2 separate regions of the Zea mays genome follow, and region 1 is linked to region 2. A link is a contact called in public Hi-C data. All regions are on one chromosome and are shown on one strand. Each heading gives the region's core, a stretch centred on a gene start, on an enhancer-like site or on the middle of the called end of the contact. The rest is flanking DNA. Distances are from core to core; before and after follow the strand shown. Region 1 holds the start of LOC103645703. Region 2 holds the start of LOC100193385.

Region 1 (5,118 bases), core at 459-2,958, 360 kb after region 2:
CTCTCTCGGACTCGATTATATTTCTAACGCTAACCCGGCTTGTAGTTGTGTTTATATTTGTAAATTTCAGTTTTGCCCTATTCACCCCCCTCTAGGCGACTTTCAGTCCCCCTAGTTTATGAGATCACGATAGTTGGCGCGCCAGATAGGAGAACATAAGCAGCCAAGTGACACCTTCCACTCTGATGGCTCAATCATCAGCGTTCATCGGCGGCGAGACCTTTATGTCCGAGAGCTGCATCACGTTCGATTCCCTTGACTTCCCCCCACCGCCACCGGTGAGCTTCACCTCGCCGACACCAACGCGTTCGCCGCGACGGGCGCAAGACACGCTCTGCCACCACCAAAAGTAAGGCAAAAAATCAACGCCTCAAGAGGCGTGCCGCCGCCCTCAATCGACGCCTTAACAGGCTCGCAGATCGACACCAACAGGGTGTTTGGTTTTGGAACAAATTTTTAGTCTCTTTTAGTCCCTTGCCGGACGCATGGACCAAAAGAGGGATTATCTCTATTTTAGGCGGTGTTTGGTTTCTTAGAACTAGTATTTAGTCCCTCCATTTTAGTCCCTTTTAGTCTCTCAATTGCCAAACACAGGGACTAAAATATGAATTATCTCTATTTTAATATATGTGTTTAGTAATTTAGAAACTAAAAGAGACTAAAATTAATAGACTAAGGGCCTGTTTATTTCGTTGGAATTGAATTCCATTTTAATAATTATAATTTGGACAAAACTAATTAAGTTTATATATTTATATATGTAATATATTGTATATTATCCTAAATCATATGAGAGAGATAGTTATATACTACATTTATGTTATAAAGGCGTAAGTAGAAGAATGTGCTATAAGTTGTACATCGGAAAAATAACATGTAAATCTATAGAATCCATTTCCATCTCTCACCCCATGAATTTGAGGTAGACTTATATGATAACTTTGGAAAGTGGTGGAATGTCATATTCTAAAAAATAGCCTATTCCATTAGTAAGATTCCAATTCCTCGAAATGAAAGAAAACAAACGGGGCCTAAAAATAAATCCCTAGAAACCAATCACCTCCTTAGTAGGTGTCTGTTTAGGATTATAAGCTGATCAGATTACATAATCTAGCAAATTTTGAACTAACACTTAGTTCAAAAGTTGTTGGATTATATAATCCGGATAGATTATAATCTCAAACAAACACCCTCTTAGGGGATGTTTGGGATGGCTCAAGGTTCCATCTTCAGTGTGGAGATATAGTTTATAATATTAATTTAAATAGTTTTAAAAATATTTTAATATGAATAATAAACAAAATAACTTATCTAAATATCTTCTAAAGTTTTACAACTCCAGCTCCATAATTTTATGATCACCTAATGACCTTCTTCACTAATTCTACTAAATTTTATGGAACTGAAGTTGTTCCAAAGAGGAGCTTAGTTAGTGTTTAGCAATAGGAACTAAAAGTGACTAGAATGGTTTGAGTTGGGCCGGGTATTCTTCCTGGGTCCTGAATGAAGGTGCTTCCTCGAGAGACCGATGGGATGGTTCGAGTTGGGCTGGGTATTTCAGAGGCCCCGCCCGTCGCATCTCACGTGTGCAGTGTGCTGTACATCTGCAGGTAACGAAAAAGGCACAAAACATCAGCCCGTAATACAGCATGCAAGCGAGGCCCACGTAAAACAAAGGCACAAAAAGGCAGATGCCAGTACAAGCCCTGCCCCTACGCAAGTCGCCACTGGCCACTGCTCACTCTCTCACCCACCCACTCTCCTACTGCGCGTTGACGAACGCTGTCGCTGGCTAGCTGCAGGCGGAGTTCGCTTTCGTCTTCCAGGTTAGTGCTTTTCCCGTTGCCTGTTCCACCCTGATGGCAGATCTAGCTTTACCCTACTGGCCGGTCCGAGCTCAATCTGTGGGAGCCCTCAGCTCTGTTGGTCGTCTATTGCATTGGTAGAGAGGTCAACGCGGTGAAGGAAGAGCTGAACTGAATCGGTCTTTAGTTTCTGTATGTCCCAGTATACTTAATGCAGATCCGTTTTACATTAGAAGAGTAATGCACATCATGGTATGATGAATACATACCAGATCCAGTTCTACATAAAAAAAAGCAATGCACGTCATATTTACAAATTTGTCAGACCTAATTTAGAAAAATAATAATATAATATACAAGAGGCGTAAGCACGTTCTTAATCCCTTCCCGCACGTCTCGCTTAGCAAATACAGAGGGAAAATAATGATGACAATTGGATAAGCTTATCACGTAGTATGGGTGCCGTACGATGACACATAATCATATAACAGTGTAACGGCCGGAAAACACATGAAAGCCCAGTGCCAAATTATCATGATGGATCCTTGACCCTTTCAACAAAAATATCCAAAAAATAAGTTAATATTAAAATAGGCATATAATCCATGTACCAGATACAAAAGTATGAGATACAAAACTGGTAAAAGAAAATACTACATTTTATCTTAGCTAAAAATTAAGAAATATACTAGTTAAAAAGGAGGTCTTTCTTTTTTAAAAATTTTAACAGGGTGAATGCGTGATACTATACGGGAGTCATGCTCTACGTGCGATTTCGTGTCATCGTGTTTGGACTTAGGCCTAGTTTGTTTTGAGGGATTAAACATTAGTCCATTCATTTTATTATCATTTAGTCTCTAAATTAACAAACAGTAGGACTAAAATATAGATTGAACTATTTTAGACTTTAGTCCTCGAGGGGTGACTAAAAATTTAAAAGAGACTAAACCATATTAATTTCACCTTTTTCTCTCGTTTTTTTCAGTTGCACTAATAGCGGGAGAATGCTAAAAGGTATTTTGATCTACTTATGATTAATTTAATGCGTTCTAAATATTTTTAGTTTATAGAACCAAACAATGACTAAGATTTAGTCGTCTAAGGTCATTCTCAGTGGAAGTTTTATTGTACGGTTTCTAAAAGTGACACATCAACTTTTATCTATAAAACAGTGTATTCTGAGTTTCATCTAGATAAAATCCTCTCTTCTCCCATAAAACCCTCTCCATCTCTCTCACCATAAATACCTTGCCATATCATCAAATATGATGATGTGTCTTATCATTTAACGAGAATAAAATTATGATAAAACTTCTACTGATAATGGCTCAACTAAGGCCTCTTTTGTTTGTCCCGGATTCATCCAGGAACTATTCTAGTTGACCAAAACTTATATAAATTAGATAAATAATTTAGATCCTGTTCGATTTTCAGGGATTCGAGCCTCGGATTGAATTCTAGCCGGATTACTTCTCTAATTTATATAGATTTTGACGAGCTGTAACGAATCCTGGTCTATTCCGGTACAACCGAACAGGCCCTTAGCTAGGAACCATTCCACGGTTAGTCCCTGCAAGGAACCATTAGGGCCTGTTCGCTTCTTCAGGAATGAACCCGAATTTATTCCAGCTCATTAAAATTTATATAAATTAGAGAAGTAATTTGGCCAGGAACTATTTCAAGGCTCCAATCCGTGAAAACCGAACAGGCCTTTAGCTGGTTTATAACGGCCTATGCGGAATGTAACAGCTCGTTAATAAAAGAGAAGCGAGGAAGAGAAACTGATCGTGCACGAAGCTCATGCTTCAGAAGAGAATCGAGGAAAGAGAAATTGATCGACGCACGATGTACCAAGCTCGTGCTTTAGAAAGAGTAGAGAGTAGAGAAAGGTGTAGAGATTTGCCGGTTTGGTGGCGGTACGCACGAGCAGGCGCCCGGCGGCGTACGAAATTAGCTCGGGGGCGTACAGGTCGCTCTCGTCTGGCTCGGGGCTGGGTCCGCTGCCGTGGTGGCCGTCCACCGGGCGAGCCGTCGAGGTACCCAATTTCTGCCATGGCGATCCGCCCGGACCAATGCTCGATTCTCCATCTGACCATCGTCGGTAAGCCTCCTGCCCCACTACCGCCCTCCAAAGCGGCGCGCGCGCCACCGCCATCTCCACCCACGCCCACCTTGCTGCCGCGGCCGCCCCGTACCGCTACCGCGCCCTCGATCTGACCCCACGGGGCAGGATGGACAAAGGGAAATCGGTGGTGGCCGAGCTGGTGGCGTCGTTCAGCGATGTCCGTGTCACGCCGCGCCAGCCGCCAGAACCCCAAGCCAAGAGCTTCCTACCGTCGCCCTCCTTCTGTAAGCTCCCTGCCGCCTGTTCGCTTATGTTGGGTAACTGGCTAGGCTGACTGTGTATTGGTTATGGCTGCTTGAAGTTTTCCGTGATTTATTTCATGTGTTGGCGTCTCCTGCAAAACGAGAGATGCACATAATTAAGAATTTTCTAGGATCATAAAGCAGTGATGGGTTTGATTGATTAACTTTAGGGCATTTTTCCTGATTGCCCACCAATTTCCGCCATGGCAATCCGCCCGGACTAATGCCCGATTCTCCATCTGACGATCCTCGGTAGGTTTGGTCCTGCGTGATTCACATGTCTCGTCAGGTTCTTGCGGGTTCTTTTGTTTTTTTGTTGTTGTGGTTCGTCTTGTGGATTTCCTTGTTGCCTGGTCGAGTATTTATATTTTTCATCGGCCCATTCGCGACGATTCTCTTGCTGTCGCCCGGAGAGAAAATGCTTCTGGCGTCTTCCTCACCCTCCCGTTCTATATTGCAGAATTGAGCTTTTTCCTGCAGAGTCTTGGATTTTGTTGCATTATGACTTTGCGATCATCAATGAACATAGACGAAAACATATACTCCATGACAGCGAGGATACAACTTTTCACCCAAATAAATTGGTAGAGTCACTCATCAAATATGATTATATGTCGTCGCAATACATGAACTATTTTATGCTACTCATTTGACTACAAATGCAGTGACAGCTACTGCACCCCTTGTTAATTTGAAACACGTACGTATTATATGTATATATGCATATGAAGAGCTTAACTTAGGTACTACCTAACCCCCCCCCCCCCCCCCCCCCCCCCCACACACACACACACACACCCACACAAAAAAAATCTTGTTAAGATTGCAGTTAATTTAATCCGGTCTTTTGCAGTCAAAAAGGACTGACTGGCCTGCACGTCTTCTCCAGGTTTGAGTCTCTGCCTACCGCATGCCTTAAGAACCTGATTTCATCATCAGCACATGT
Region 2 (5,161 bases), core at 179-2,678:
GGGCTCAGGGCACTTGCTCATGTATATTGTAGTTGTAGTGGGCAGTGAAAACAAAGCGGTGAAACTACACCTGCGGTTAAAGGTGCTAGGGCGCCGGAATGCCGCAATGTCAGCTCCAAGGAGGGGCCTAGTAGCACGGGGTATGGCGCGTCTAAGACCTTCAGACGGCGACGGCGATGGCGAGCCATCGTCACGCGTCTTGACGCATCGCAGCCTCTTCCGGCTGCCCCATTGCAGGAAGAGGTTTGGCTCGCTGGGAGACCTTGAGGGCCTCGAGTCCTTCGCCTCCTGATTCATCGTGTGTCCTGGAAGTGAACACGGGTAGTTAGGCACCAGGTAGTGAATGAAGTCAACAGAGCAACTTTGGATCGAAGTTCCAGTGGATTTAGTGAACTTGGGCACTCAAATCAGATCAAAACCTTGCCCCAAAAATCATTAGAAAACTATATCGCCCAGAAGGCCAGAAAAAGAAGGAGAGGAGGAGAGAGAGGCTCTTCCTCCCCATCCAAACATGTAGTGCCCTCTTATCTTACGGTCTTTACCCCGAACAAGGATGAGATCAAAATAAAAATAGAACTTCATATTAAGTGAAAGCGTAAACTTTGCACAAGGACGCTTACAGAGGGCAGAATCCTACTCCTCGGTCGATCTAGAAGGCGGAACGGAGCATGCAGTAGAATTAGCAAACAGAAAATTACTACGTCTCGGAGCCAAAAAAAATCTAATCTTTCTCTTCAAGAACTCACCCGCTAGGCCGCTACAAAGAAATCAGGGACACAAGAACAAAAAAATCTAACCCCGGAGTCCCAAAAACTGGCAAGAGGCACCAAGATTGCGCGCATGAGAGTAGGCCAAACGTCGCCCTTGTGTTCATCGACCTAAATATCTGGTCTCAAGCACCCGTGAGAACCCAAAGAGAGAGTCGACGAGGCGGTAGAGGGAGAAATCTACCGCTCAGCTTCAAGCACGACCCATCCGCCAAAACGAGATCGACAAAGAGATAAATCAGGGCCACACCTTTCCGGCTCCAGGCTCCAGCTACACCAACGCGACTGGTGCCCAGGATCCAGATTCACAGGACGAGCGCACTCAGTCCAACCCCAAGACGAGACGGACTCCGAAATCCAAACCGGAGAAGAGAGCTCCCAAATCCCAGAAGAATGGGGACGGGAAAGAAGTGGTGCGTACAGTTACAGATTTGCTGCCCCACCGCTGGTGCACTCCAGCAAACCTCTCGGAAACCGGTCGGCGGATGCCGAGGTGCCTCTGGAGTAGAAGAGGACGGGTTGCGCCGAGGCAGCTGGGTGTTGCTTCCTAGTTTGTTGCTGCGCCTACGCGTTCTGGGCGAGACGAAGGCAGCCAGGCGGACGCGCGGACGCGCGGTGCACACACCAGACAGGACTGACAGGCAGGCAGCCGGTTGCTCCTCTGCCTCCCCTAGTCTGATATCGATGGGTCCGCTCTGTTTGTGGCCGTCGGATCGAGCACGGACGGCTCGTGATTAGGAGGGGGATTTTTTCCCCTTGCCCGCCGTCTCCCGTTTGGCGCCCCAGGTGGGGAATGTGGAATGGCTATATCGCTTTGTGTTACCTTGTAGTTGTAGTGTACAAAAAACCTATTGTCGTGTAGAAAACGTAACATGTCTCTCTTTAGGCCTTGTTCGGTTATTGATATTACATGTGTATTGGAGTGTATTGGGTGGGATTAGAGTGAATTTTGACTTGTTATAGATTTAAACCGGCTCAATCCCACCCAATCCATGTGGATTATCACCAAAACGAACAAGCCCTTAGTTGTAGATGACCCGCGTTATTCATTTAAAAAATCGAATATGCTTAGGGCCCGTTCGGCAGCATGAGATCAATTCCAGGGCCGTAACTGTTCTAGGCCAGGATTTAGTGTAGCCGGGTCTTTCACTCTTTCCAGCCTAAGAAGTAATCCAACTCAAACGCTTCTAGCTCCAGCAATTTTGCCCTGTTCGGCAGCAACAGACATGCTTTCCAGCAGCAACAGATAACGGTTGAAAGGCTGCTGTTCCAACAAAGCAACATACTTTGCAACAACAGTAAAACAAAGCAACATACTTGATCAAGTATACAAGCCAAATGGTTTTAAATGCACCAGCAAAGCAACATGTTCAACAGATGCAACAGCTAAGCATCACCAACCAAATAGTTTTAAACAACAAAGCAACAAACAAATTATAGTCTTGCCAACAAACGCAAAGAACAATCTTGATAGACTAACATCTTCAACAGCTAAGAGATAGAACATATGTGCTAAGAAGAAACATCACTTTAGAACTAAGCATGTCAGTTCAAAATAAGAAACCTCCAGATGTGCTAAGCATCATCGATTGATCACCCAAACCTGTCCAAACAAATGGAACAATTAGATTGGAAGATAAAGGCCCAAGTGAATATGGTTGAGTGGAAGGTAAAGACACAAATATCATACCTACTAAGCCATCTCATTTCTTAGCCAAATCAAAGCTGATTCTTGATCCGCTTCACATGCACATATGAAAGTCTCTCTATTCTCTTTGCTCTTGGTGAAGACTGAATATGCTTTTGTATTCTCCAGTTTGGTCACTTCTTCCATTGTGTTCAGAACTGATATGCACCTTTTGATGGAGAAATCTTCACTTTGAGCTGCCTCCTTTTCTCTTGTCTCCTTTTCTCTTGCTTCCTTTTCTCTTGCAGCTTCATTTTCTACTTGCTTGCTCCTCATTTCTAGGTATTTGTTCATCATATTTTCTATGTTATCAGTCTTTCTAGGCTTCTTTGGTTCCTTTTCTTGCTTGTTTCTTGACGCAGCAGGTCTTCGTTGTCCACTTTCTTCATCTCGTGACAGAGTATTAGCCCTTCCTTGAAGCATATCTTCATTCCTTTCAGTGAGTGCATCATCAACTTCATCATCTACATCATGAACAACATTCAGATCAAAGCCTTATGGTCCATCTTCTGCATCCTGAAGTTGCTCATTCGGTTCTTCCTCTTGCGGTTCCTCAAGAGAAGTGCAATTCCAAGTCCCTTCAGCCAAGTGTCCTACACAATAACAAAGAAATATAAACTTAGCAAAAATATGTCTCTACCCAGAGCACGAGTGGAAAGAATGGGACATTTTGAATGGGACATTCAGAAGGATCATATTGAAATTCAGAAGTTCTACTAATCCATTACAGGAATGCAGTTACATTAGTGCTTAGCTGTTGTTAGATTTTAATTGTTTTTGATTTCTGTGAGCTTTCCATTTTACAGCCGACCTAGAGGTTAGAATTGTAATAAGAATTGTGCAGCTCATACAGAATCCAGAATTTTCCTTAATTACAATGACTTAGGGAAGCATTGACATGTCTTAAGCTCTAAATAAGCAATTCCTAGAACATCAGTTTTGTTATATATATGCAGCCTGAAACATGGGTCAGTTGCCTAAAACAGCTTGGACAACTAGCTGAATTTATCCTCAAGCTAAACCTATCGCCATATGCAGTGAGTGAAACATGGGTCCATCTCTGCACCGTATGAATATTGATGGCTCTAGTGTAAATGTGCTTATGTGATGAAAACTAAAAAGACTGTTTTGCCAACCAAAATTCTCTAACCAAAAGCACTCGACTACTAACAAATTTTCATCTCCAGACATTGTACCCATAAGGATTATGATGTTTTGTAGAAAATCCAGTAAGCTTTATGATGTTTGGAAACTTACCATCATAAAGCTCTCCCAAAGCATCAAAGAGCGGGAAGGTTGCCTTGTTGTTGTTAAACTTCTTGATTTTAGGAAATGTCTGCACAATTAAAAAACATTGATCAAATACGAGATTATCATTATAAGGTTATCCTACATAACTAATTTGGTAATTGAATTTCAAGAAATCAACTTACCACCATGTGATTCTCCCACAAAGCCGGTGGTCCTTCAACCATATTCCTTTTCTCATTCCAGGCGGACCCACTCTATTGCTTTACTGCTTTGAGCATCTTGTAGTCTCTCTTCAGCTGACCTTCTTTATCCTGAATTTGAGACTTTGTAAAGGAGACATACTTGTTCCTCACATGAAACTCCTTGACCATTCTATTTCACCCTTCGGAGTTCCAATCATTGTCACCTCTATATCCACTATCTTTAAATTCATGGAGAATGTCAACAAGAGACCTCTTAAGGCCTGGATTCCAATCCGCTCTTTGTTTCACTACTACATAAACAATGGTCACACATCAGTAATACAAAACTTACAAGAAAGCATGAAGAAACATTGAACACAATACCTCTTGGAGAACTTCCACTCTTTTTTGCCCCACTACATTTAGGAGAAGTCTTCTTTTTAGTAGCACTTGTTGTAGGAATGAACCTATGCAACTTTGGGGGAACCACCTATGTTGAACCTTGGGGAGCCTTTTCCAACCATAGCTTTTTAAAGAAAAAACTTATTACATTTTACAATACTACTAACTTAAAGTGTTGTTTTACATGTTACAATACTACTAATTAAATTATTACAACTTATACAACCACAAAAATACTAATTTAGATGTTGTTGGTATTGAGCCCACATTTCTTGGGCGATGGTATCTCTTAAAGCATTGCCTTGTGTAGTGCCTGGGTCACTCATTTGATCACCACTTGGTAGAGCAACAAAGTTTGATGGATCAATATTATCCGGCTGATGATCTAACCAATCCTCATCACCATGAAGTGATCGGATTAGATTGTGGAAGATGGCAGCAGCTATAGGTATCTTTACTTGGTTTTCCAGTGTGTGGAACATGGCAACTTTGAGAATGGGGAAGCGCTTTTTAAGCACCCCCAAAGCCCTTTCCACATGGTTCCTCAGAAGTGCGTGGCGATGGTTGAAGAGCTCCTTCGGGTTCTGTGGTCTTCGATGTCCAGCCCCAAATTCCTTCAAGTGGTACCGAGCTCCTCAGTATGGAGCAAGAAAAGATGGAGTATTTGCATACCCTCCATCAACTAGATAGATTTTTCCTGGAGGTACCTAGAAGCCCTTGCTCAAAGCTGATCTTAGCACTCTAGAATCTATGGCCGATCCCTCCCATCCACTAGAAACAAAAGTGATATTGAGATCGAAATCACATGCCACCATCACATTTATGCTAAGTGTTCCCTTCTGATTTCGAAAAGGAGAATGTTTATCAGGAGA

What was found. A called contact is a pair of places that touch in the nucleus more often than the background predicts.
Region 1: a contact with region 2 is called in a Hi-C map of endosperm, with 3 times the contacts expected there. The contact joins the promoter of LOC103645703 here to the promoter of LOC100193385 in region 2. A contact is called at or near these places in 3 of 25 Hi-C or Micro-C datasets (bundle sheath, endosperm and tassel).

Annotation. Positions count from the first base shown.
Region 1 is chr1:297,688,429-297,693,546 of Zm-B73-REFERENCE-NAM-5.0, forward strand. It overlaps LOC103645703, which reads left to right and starts at 1,709. Exons shown (of 11, transcript XM_020547016.1): 1 at 1,709-1,826; 2 at 5,026-5,061.
Region 2 is chr1:297,329,787-297,334,947 of Zm-B73-REFERENCE-NAM-5.0, forward strand. It overlaps LOC100193385, which reads right to left and starts at 1,429. Exons shown (of 5, transcript NM_001349833.1): 1 at 1,189-1,429; 2 at 71-305. The coding sequence starts at 297. It overlaps LOC103644212 (a long non-coding RNA gene), which reads right to left. Exons shown (of 3, transcript XR_561533.2): 2 at 2,458-2,533; 3 at 2,253-2,370.